Linked DNA regions of Salmo salar: region 2 is linked to region 1. The links are chromatin contacts, called in public Hi-C maps. All regions are on one chromosome and are shown on one strand. The core of a region is the stretch at or near the end of the contact, and the rest is flanking DNA. Distances in the headings are between cores, read along the strand shown. Region 1 overlaps LOC106569167 (solute carrier family 22 member 23). Region 2 holds the start of LOC106569167 (solute carrier family 22 member 23).

The links. Hi-C and Micro-C count contacts between places; a contact is called where the count stands out from the background.
Region 2: a contact with region 1 is called in a Hi-C map of muscle, with 2.0 times the contacts expected there. The contact joins the promoter of LOC106569167 here to the enhancer-like site in region 1.

The regions. Positions count from the first base shown.
Region 1 is chrssa14:28,737,862-28,743,105 of Ssal_v3.1, reverse strand. All of the region lies in intron 3 of LOC106569167 (solute carrier family 22 member 23), which reads left to right. Among protein-coding and RNA genes, the nearest start is that of tbb2a, 34 kb to the right of the region's middle. Within about 2 kb of position 3,610, at least 7 of the 13 cell types and tissues checked have an H3K27ac peak or open chromatin away from gene starts, as enhancers often do. A contact at or near this core is called in muscle, where this site is marked.
Region 2 is chrssa14:28,793,858-28,799,170 of Ssal_v3.1, reverse strand. It overlaps LOC106569167 (solute carrier family 22 member 23), which reads left to right and starts at 1,909. Exons shown (of 10, transcript XM_014140221.2): 1 at 1,909-3,065. The coding sequence starts at 2,613.

The sequences.
Region 1 (5,244 bases), core at 2,361-4,860:
AATGAGGTGAGATAAGGGAGGTAAAGGCAAAAAAAGGCCATGGTGGCAAAGTAAATACAATATACCAAGTAAAACACTGGAATGGTAGATTTGTAGTAGAAGAAAGTGCAAAGTAGAAATAGAAATAATGGGGTGCAAAGGAGCAAAATAAATAAATACAGTAGGGGAAGAGCTAGTTGTTTGGGCTAAATTATAGATGGGCTATGTACAGGTGCAGTGATCTGTGAGCTGCTCTGACAGCTGGTGCTTAAAGCTAGTGAGGGAGATAAGTGTTTCCAGTTTCAGAGATTTTTGTAGTTCGTTCCAGTCATTGGCAGCAGAGAACTGGAAGGAGAGACGGCCAAAGGAGGAATAGCCCTTATAATGAAGGCATGTTGGACCCAGGCTTAACTGAACATGGATCACCTAGTCAAATCAAATCACATTTATTTATAAAGCCCCTTTTGCATCAGCCAATGTCACAAAGTGCAATGCAGATGTAGAAGCACTACAGATGTAGAAGCACTACAGACACATGGCTGCTGAAATCAGCCCAATTTGTCAGAGAGACAGAGAAGGATGTCTAGGTGGAAGAAATGGAGGAGTTTCTCCAATGAGAGGAGAGGAGGAAATCTATGACTGGGTGGGTGAATAACATAATCCCTTCCCTCCTTCGTGTCCTGTCCTCCCCCACTCCCTCACGTTCTGTGTCTAGATAAATGAGATAAGATGCACACTCAGTGCTTCCTCTGAGCAGGGTAAAGTTCACTTTTGTGCTGAGTGTACATTACCCGGCTGCTAGGCAAACTTCCTTTCCTTCCTCCCCAATATCCCTCCATCCCTATCTCTCCCCCCTAGCACCCATCCTCTCCTGGGGGTCTATATCCCTCCATCCCTATCTCTCCCCCCTAGCCCCCATCCTCTCCTGGGGGGTCTATATCCCTCCATCCCTATCTCTCCCCCCTAGCCCCCATCCTCTCCTGGGGGTCTATATCCCTCCATCCCTATCTCTCCCCCCTAGTCCCATCCTCTCCTGGGGGTCTATATCCCTCCATCCCTATCTCTCACCCCTAGCCCCCATCCTCTCCCGGGGGTCTATATCCCTCCATCCCTATCTCTCCCCCCTAGCCCCCATCCTCTCCTGGGGGTCTATATCCCTCCATCCCTATCTCTCCCCCTAGCCCCCATCCTCTCCTGGGGGGTCTATATCCCTCCATCCCTTTCGCTCACCCCTAGTCCCATCCTCTCCTGGGGGTCTATATCCCTCCATCCCTCTCTCTCACCCCTAGCTCCCATCCCCTCCTGGGGGTCTATATCCCTCCATCCCTATCTCTCACCCCTAGCTCCCATCCTCTCCTGGGGGTCTATATCCCTCCATCCCTCTCTCTCACCCCTAGCTCCCATCCCCTCCTGGGGGTCTATATCCCTCCATCCCTATCTCTCCCCCCTAGCCCCCATCCTCTCCTGGGGGTCTATATCCCTCCATCCCTATCTCTCACCCCTAGCTCCCATCCCCTCCTGGGGGTCTATATCCCTCCATCCCTATCTCTCACCCCTAGCTCCCATCCTCTCCTGGGGGTCTATATCCCTCCATCCCTCTCTCTCACCCCTAGCTCCCATCCCCTCCTGGGGGTCTATATCCCTCCATCCCTATCTCTCACCCCTAGCCCCCATCCTCTCCTGGGGGTCTATATCCCTCCATCCCTCTCTCTCCCCCTAGCTCCCATCCCCTCCTGGGGGGTCTATATCCCTCCATCCCTCTCTCTCCCCCCTAGCCCCCATCCTCTCCTGGGGGTCTATATCCCTCCATCCCTCTCTCTCACCCCTAGCTCCCATCCCCTCCTGGGGGTCTATATCCCTCCATCCCTCTCTCTCACCCCTAGCTCCCATCCTCTCCTGGGGGTCTATATCCCTCCATCCCTATCTCTCACCCCTAGCTCCCATCCTCTCCTGGGGGTCTATATCCCTCCATCCCTATCTCTCACCCCTAGCTCCCATCCTCTCCTGGGGGTCTATATCCCTCCATCCCTATCTCTCCCCCCTAGTCCCATCCTCTCCTGGGGGTCTATATCCCTCCATCCCTATCTCTCCCCCCTAGCTCCCATCCTCTCCTGGGGGTCTATATCCCTCCATCCCTATCTCTCACCCCTAGCTCCCATCCTCTCCTGGGGGTCTATATCCCTCCCTATCAGAAGTCCCAGTGCGGTGGACGGTTGGGGACCTTCTTTCCATAGCTTGATACTGTAGTAGGCCCATTTTGCAGACACTGTGTTATTCAAATGACTCACGCATTCACAACATGATATAACAACATGATCTCTTACCCTTTGGATAAGTGACATTTACCCACTGTCCAAAGCAACAGAGCAGGACTGCATAGTATCAGGCTGCATTGTGTCACTTTTTTCTTCTCGTGGTGTAGGGAGTCAACAGTAGACCTAATCCGTCAACTGTTTGGATCAGGATGATGACTGTGGTTTTGTTGGCGCTATTTTGTCATTATTTGTGTTTGTGTCACACTGACTGGATGTATTTTATGTCTGTCTGGGGTCTCATCTGGGACTAGTAGAGCTGGGGTGTAATCACTAATCCAAACAATTATGCGACGAAAACTAGCGTTTCTATTGGATAGGTTCAGCAAACAGAGAGGGACCTCCCTGAGTCTGTCCAATAGAAATGCACATTTTTGTTGCAAAAGTAGCAAATCTCGTTTTGCAACTGTTTGGAGTAATGATTAAACCACAGATACATCCTTTTTGTGTTGATAGTAATGTCTGTTTTTACTACAGAGACACAAGCAAACTTACATGTGCGTGCACACGCGTAGACATTCATTCATCCACGTTCAGCAGGCAAAGTTCAAAGTTGCAAGTATTGTCATGCCATTTTGGAAGTAGGGATCAACGTAGTATTACTGTGAAGTTGTTACCTAAACATCCCTCTATTCCTCAGAGGCCTTGGACCCATAGCCTATTGATCCTTACAGTTTAAGATAAGGTATTGATCAATGAGTGTGACCTCACTTAAAGTCCACAAAGAGTGAGATAGGCCTACTACACACACACACATGCACTCAGGCGTGCGCACACACACACACACACACACACACACACACACACAACTAACCTTGTGGGGACACAAAAATCAGTCCCATTCAAAATCCTATTTTCCCTAATCCCTAACCCTAACTTTAACCCATACGCTAACTATAACCCTAACCCCAAAACCTAACCTTAACCCTAACCCTTCTTTGTTTACTATTCTTGTGGGGACTTCTGGTCCCCACAGGCATAGATAAACACGTCCACACAGTCACTCTTCAGTCTCAACCTTTCTGGATATTGAGCACATGGTTGCACACACATTATTCCATTTGTACAATCTCTTTAAGAAAAAAACAGGAAGCAGTATTCTGAGTCTTATTATCTACAAGCTTTTTAAGAATGATCATTATACAGTGTAATATGTCTACCACCACATCTTTACTGTATTTAGAAGGAGCGGCCCTGGAGCTGTTTACTGGCTAGGAACACACAAACCCAGTGGCCGGGAGCAGGGGGGGAGGCAGGGGGTGACGACATGGCATGGGGCCATGAGGAGATCATGTGACTGTCGGGGAAAGGTCAGTGTGGTGTGTTACCCGCTGGTCACAGGGAAATAACATCACTGTGGGCCCCTAGTGGTCAGATACTGTAATGTTCTCAGAACAATGGAACCTCTTTGACTCACTGGACATTATGTTCTTGAAGTTGCATGTTCTATTCCAGAATCCACACTGTGTTGGACTACTTGATGAACAGAGGCTGCAAACCAGAGGCTTTTGGCAGATGATGGCTTTTGATGGTTAGGTTACTCCTTGATACCAATGCTGTCCCCCACCATGGCTTTAGATGAGTCTTATCAGTTGTCATCATGTGGCATGTGTGTTAACAAAGTCCTGTTTTAGTGCATTTGGTCACTCCTGTTTGGTTACTCCTTTTTGGTCACCCGTGGGTCACCTCAGTATCACCCCTGTGTCATTGTGGCTTTCTGTGAGTGCTTTGTGTGTGACATCACCTGAGCGCTGGGATTTGTGTCAGCAGGCAGGGCCTGGGCTGATGGTTGGAGGTTGGGGCTGGTGCAGGGCAGTGTGGGACTGCTGATCAGGAGGGATGTGGAGGATTAGGGTCAGCTGGAGTAAGGAGCTCATAGTACCTCTGTAGAATGTTTTGTAAGTACATCCATATGTTCGATTCACACACTCACAAAAGCACATAACACCAACCCATGCTATTCCCAGTGACCCATGACTTTACTCACAAAACTCCCACAGAGAATCAGGATGGGTTTACTCCAAAACACAACACTCCCTCTCCTCTCTCCTCTCCCTCCTCTCTCCCCTCCCACCCCCTCCTCTCTCCCCTCCCACCTCTCTCCCCTCTCTCCTCTCCCTCTCCTCTCCCTCCTCTCTCCCCTCCCACCCCCTCCTCTCTCCCCTCCCACCTCCCTCCCCTCCCACCTCTCTCCTCTCTCCCCTCCACCTCTCTCCCCTCTCTCCCCTCCCACCCCTCTCCTCTCTCCCCTCCCACCTCTCTCCCCTCTCCTCTTCCCCTCTACTCCTCCTCTTCAGTCTTAGCTCTGTCGTTCCAGCTGCGTTACTGTCACAGTGTCATGGTGAGGTTACACCAAACCCAACACTCCTTCTCCTCTCTCCCCCCTCTCTCTCACCACTCTCCCCTCTCCTCCTCCTCAGTCTTAGCTCTGTCGTTCCAGCTGCGTTACTGTCCCATGAACACAGAGCATTATTCATACTAGCTAGGAGGGGGGCAGATGCTAATTGAAATTCCGGCCTTTTCCTCGGGGGTGGAGCTGCAGCCTGCTGACAGTGTATTATCCTGGCCCTGTCACCTTGAAAGATCCAGTTGGAGCTGAGAAAAGGAAAAAACACAAGTAAAAAGTAAAATAGGAGGAGATATAAAGTGATGAGTGGAAGACAAAAGCTGAGAAAGAGAAGGAAAGGAAAGGGAACTGTTGTTGCAGTACAGTACCACTCACCAGCTTCATAAGATTGATATAGCCTATTTTATTCTATGCTATGCTGCCGCAGTGTCTAGCTTGCTAAGGGGCTGAGTTCTGTGTGTTTCTGCTGGCTAGCGTGGTGGTGGCATGCATGCTAATGTCTGTATGAATGAATCAAGGACTTTCTGAAAGTGACTGGGAATACATTTGTAGAAGGAGAACCTCATTACTTCACTGCAATAGGTTTGGTTCAGTCGGATCAGGACA
Region 2 (5,313 bases), core at 660-3,159, 58 kb before region 1:
TCATATTTATATCAAAACCCAGCTTTTTACATTAGCATATGATGCTCAGAACTAGCATAACCACCGAAAACTTCCGGTGAATTTACTAAATTACTCATGATAAACGTTGACAAAAAACATAACAATTATTTTAAGAATTATAGATACAGAACTCCTTTATGCAATCGCGGTGTCCGCACATTTTGCAATATTCTGAGTCCATAGCCCGGCCATCACGGCTAGCTAATTTGACACCCACCAAGTTTGGCACTCACCAAACTCAGATTTACTATAAGAAAAATTGGATTACCTTTGCTGTTCTTCATCAGAATGCACTCCCAGGACTTCTACTTCAACAACAAATGTTGTTTTGGTTCGAAATAATCCATAGTTATATTGAAATAGCTCCGTTTTGTTCGTGCGTTCAGGTAACTATCCGAAGGGTGACGCGCCGTTGCGTTTCGTGACAAATAAATTCTAAATATTCCATTACCGTACTTCGAAGCATGTCAAACGCTGTTTAAAATAAATTTTAATGCAATTTTTCTCGTAAAATAGCGATAATATTCCAACCGGGAGACGTTGTATCCGTTCAAACAGTGAAAGAAAAAAATTGACTCGTCTCGTGCGGGCGCGCGCGCCAGTGTCATTGTCCTCAGAAGGACCACTCACAAAAAACCCTGATGTTTTTCGCCCAGAGACTGCAGAGCTATCATTCCACGTTCTGGCGCCTTCCTAGAGCCAATGGAAGCCTTAGAAAATGTCACGTTACAGCAGAGATGCTGTATTTTCGATAGAGATGCCACAGAAGGCCAAGACATGGTCAGACAGCGCACTTCCTGTATAGAATCTTCTTAGGTTTTGGCCTGCCATATGAGTTCTGTTATACTCACAGACACCATTCGAACAGTTTTAGAAACGTTAGAGTGTTTTCTATCCAAATCAATTAATTTGATGCATATTCTAGTTTCTGGGCAGGAGTAGTAACCAGATTAAATCGGGTACGTTTTTTATCCGGCCGTGAAAATACTGCCCCCTATCCCTAACAGGTTTTAACGGACAAAGAAATGTGCCTTTCTTTCAAAAACAAGGACATTTCTAAGTGAGCCCAAACTTTTGAACGGTAGTGTAAGTCTCACAAAACTCTGTTTTGGACCAGACTGACTTTATGACCAAAATTATTCTATTTACACTTTGTAGTCAATTTTGACAGTAGAATAAATGTTTCTGACTCAAATCGATGCCACATAAGGTGTTTTCTAAATGGGAAGTTGGTTTTTAGAGGCAGTTGCTCTTTAAATCAAATAATGTACTTCATATTGATTTTGTTTTGTTGATTTTGAATAAGTTCTTGATTTTCCTCATGGTCTACAGTTTTTTATCCGACCACACAAGACATTGTAACATAGAGTTACAGTTAATCATTACTGAAATAACAATGTAGTAAAGCTCTTGAAATAATATGTTGACTGACTATATTGCACAGATGACATTAATATCTCTCTCTCTGTAGATCTCTCTGTGTATAATAGTAAATTATAAACTGGGTGGTTTGAGCCCTGAATGCTGATTGGCTGACAGCGTGACATATTTATTTTAACTGCTCTTTTTACGTTGGTAACCAGTTTATAATTGAAATAAGGCACCTCAGGGATTTGTGATGTATGACCAATATACATACCTCTGCTAAGGGCTGTGTCCAGGCACTCCGCATAACCCATTGCATGTGTGTTTGTGTGTGTGTGTGTGTGTGTGTGACAGTGGGCCCACCCCCTTATTAAAAATCTCAACTCAATTGCATCCTCTCTTCTCCTTTCCCTCCACTATGACAGACCTATTGTCATAAATATAAGGACAGGCCTATGGGCCTACTAAACGTCTCCTAGGCTACACACGTTACAATGGAGATCTTTGTCGCTATATAGAGCCAAAACCGTGTTATGCAGCCTGTCGGGGTATGCACTGCTGCGAGTGAGCGACAGACATGGGCGGAGGGTTGCTCAAAGTTCCACCTATAGTTTACCAGCCGGTTAAATGTTTTTATCTTTCTTCCTATTCTGTAATTACATAATCTGTCCGTGGCACTTCATCGCTGTGAACATTACTCAACATTTCGATATATCGGATGACGTGGTCGGGAAGAAGGAATAGGCTATGTGTTTACAGACCATCAGATGACTGTAATTCACTATTTGTACAGGTGTGTTACCTGTAGCGCCCTCGAGAAAGGGGCAGTGTTTATCTCCCCCCCTCGATGTACCATTTCTTCCGGCACAATTATATGCTAATGAGATGTAGCCTATCCAGGCCAGCAGAAGGGAATATTGGTGATTAAAAACATCCCTGCCAATTTCCCATGTTGTCGCGCGTGTTTATTCTAAGTTTGGACATTTGCCAGCCTGCATTTAAAGCTGCTTGCTGTCACTTAAGTAGCCTAGTGCTCTTCGTTCAGTGGCAATAGTCCATGGAGTCCACCTAAACAAGAGCACAGGGAGTCCTGATCATAAAGAAGTGAGTCTTATTTCAATTTCAGTGGTTGCTTGCGGACGGCTTTCACCACTAGAGCGGGGACATTGACGCATTTTGGAGTCGACGGGTAACACTGCCAACCCGGCTGCGCTACAGACGCATCCATGAGCGAAACCGCGATGGCCGTGGTGCAGCTCGAGACGGAGGAACATCAACCGGAGAACGGCTTCGTGTCCCCCGAAACAGAGTCGCCGGGATTGCTCACACGCATCGACGATTGTGTCTTGCCTTTTCTTGGGGGATTTGGGAAGTATCAGAGACAGCTAATCGTGCTAACATGGATTCCGGCGTTATTTATTGGATTCAGCCAGTACTCTGACGAATTCCTTCTTGCCCAACCGAACAATACATGTGTTCCGCAAACTGCAAATACGACTAATTTTACTATAATTCCTTCCTCTTTATTCCATGGTCCAAATAATAGTTTCCCACGAACAGCGGCGTACGTTTATTACAATGGAACCCACAATAATACAGCCAGGCATCTGCAACATTGTATGTGCAAGGAGTGGACGTTTGAGCTGCAAACGGGACTCATGCAGAATGTGGTTACTAAGGTAAGTTTTGTTGCCTGACATTGAGCAGTAAGGGCTGACTTTACATAGTTTATTTTATGTAATTAAGGCCTATACACGTATTCCTCCCTCGATTCACATGAGGCGCATTGGATCAATTGCATTATAATATCAGCATATTGTGGTGGGTTTACCCACAGCCATAGATAAGTAAAGTACGTTAGCAGACGAGGGCTTTAACACTATCACATTGTTTCATTGTAGGAATAGACCTATTGCAGTCTCTCAAAAAAAAGCATATTATTTTGATATAGGCTGGCACCTCGCTTAACCGTCACACCTTTATGAGTCTAAAAGCATGTGACTGGTTCATGCATTGCTGCCTCCAATAGCCTGCTAGCGCATGCAGCCCAGGAATGTATTTTTCCACAATTGGCTATCCCTGTATAATAACACGAGCTGCTCCACTGAGTGCTTTAATAACCAATTCATCGGGCTATGAGTACTCATAGACAATAACTACGAGTATGTCGGCTGGAGAGACTGTTCTGTAGCCTATAGCTCATCTACATGCCGACAGTTCCTAAGCCAGTGATGTTATGCCTTCACTCATAGGAGCAGCTGACGAGGTGCTACCTATCATGGAGAGATGTCCCTCTCCCTATGACCACGGCAGAATGTGCCTGTGGTCAGAATGTTTCGTTGGTCATAATGGCCCAGACCTAAGCGATACTGGAGCTTTGATCTAGAGCAAAGGGCATGTAGCCTACTGTCAAGCTCGTTAGTGCTCTCCCTCGCACACCTCGCGCCACCCGAGAATAATGACTTCCCTATTTAGATTATGTCAACTGCTCTAAAAAAAATGCAACGATTGTCTTTCTTCCTTATCTGAACTTGTTTTATATCTGAACAGTAACCTATAAACCCTTCTACTGTGCCCAGTTTCGACTCTGTATCAGACATTTATTTTGAGTTACTTCGAGAGAATACTAGTTTTTCCAAGGATCTTGTGCTGTTGATGTTATAGTTCAGTTCCTCTGCCTCAGGTGTTAATCGATCCACATAGGCCTCCTAGGCCTATAAAGATATACTAAGCCTAAATATAGTTTCTGAACCCAAATAGTGAAAGGACATGATTTCCCCATTTGCACTTTCAAAATGGACCTCGTGGCCTACTATTTCTAGCCTGACGACTCACACAAAATTCTTCCTCTTCTCTGTCTTACTCAACATACTTTATTCTAGACTGCCATCATTGAAATCGTTTGTGGTAACAAGTGGTGTTGTACAAAATAAAGTCATCAGCAATTCGATCGTCTCTAACCAATTAGAGTATCAAAGCCAATGGCACATTCTCTAACTGCAGCTTTAGCCACGTGTTCCAAGGAGCCAAGGGTTCCGGTCTAGAAGCACGGTTTTGACTGCTACAGTTTGGCTTTGGTACTGCAGTTTAACTGATCATTTCCATAGACACCACATAGAGAACTCCGATTTGAAAATCCTAAAAACGACACTCTAGTCATCACCTTCGTGCACAAAACATCCATTGAATTATTAAAATAATTGTAGCTCAGGGAGATTTTTTTCCATCACTCACAGCCGACAGTATTAAAATGTTATATTCATCCACTGTCTGCCATGTTTTTGGATAACGTGATGACATCCACTGCATGTGCTACTCCCTGTGCACATTGAGTGCTAGTGCGCATGGGATGTTGGTCCGTATAAACCCGATGCCACCCGGATATAGACCGTCCATGAGTCGGCGTGAGTAGATTACCTTGACAATAAGGGGCGGACATCTTGGATGCGATCTCCAGTTCATATTATACCTTAGTGGTGTGTTCTGGCTCTGGCCCAACCCATCGGTTTCTGGACCAATCAGACAGCCCCGGATGTGTTTGCTTTCGGTGAAGGGTCTGGGAGGTATTCAGATCCAGACTCATTGCGGAGAAGAAACTAACGTCCGTGGGCGTGGCGTAGCGTTTGGCCAGAGCAAGAAGTCTGGGAAGCCAGGCAAAACTACACTGCTCAAAAAAATCAAGGGAACACTTAAACAACACAATGTAAGTCCAAGTCAATCACACTTCTGTGAAATCAAACTGTCCACTTAGGAAGCAACACTGATTGACAATAAATTTCACATGCTGTTGTGCAAATGGAATAGACAACAGGTGGAAATTATAGGCAATAAGCAAGACAACCCCAATAAAGGAGTGGTTCTGCAGGTGGGGACCACAGACCACTTCTCAGTTCCTATGCTTCCTGGCTGATGTTTTGATCACTTTTG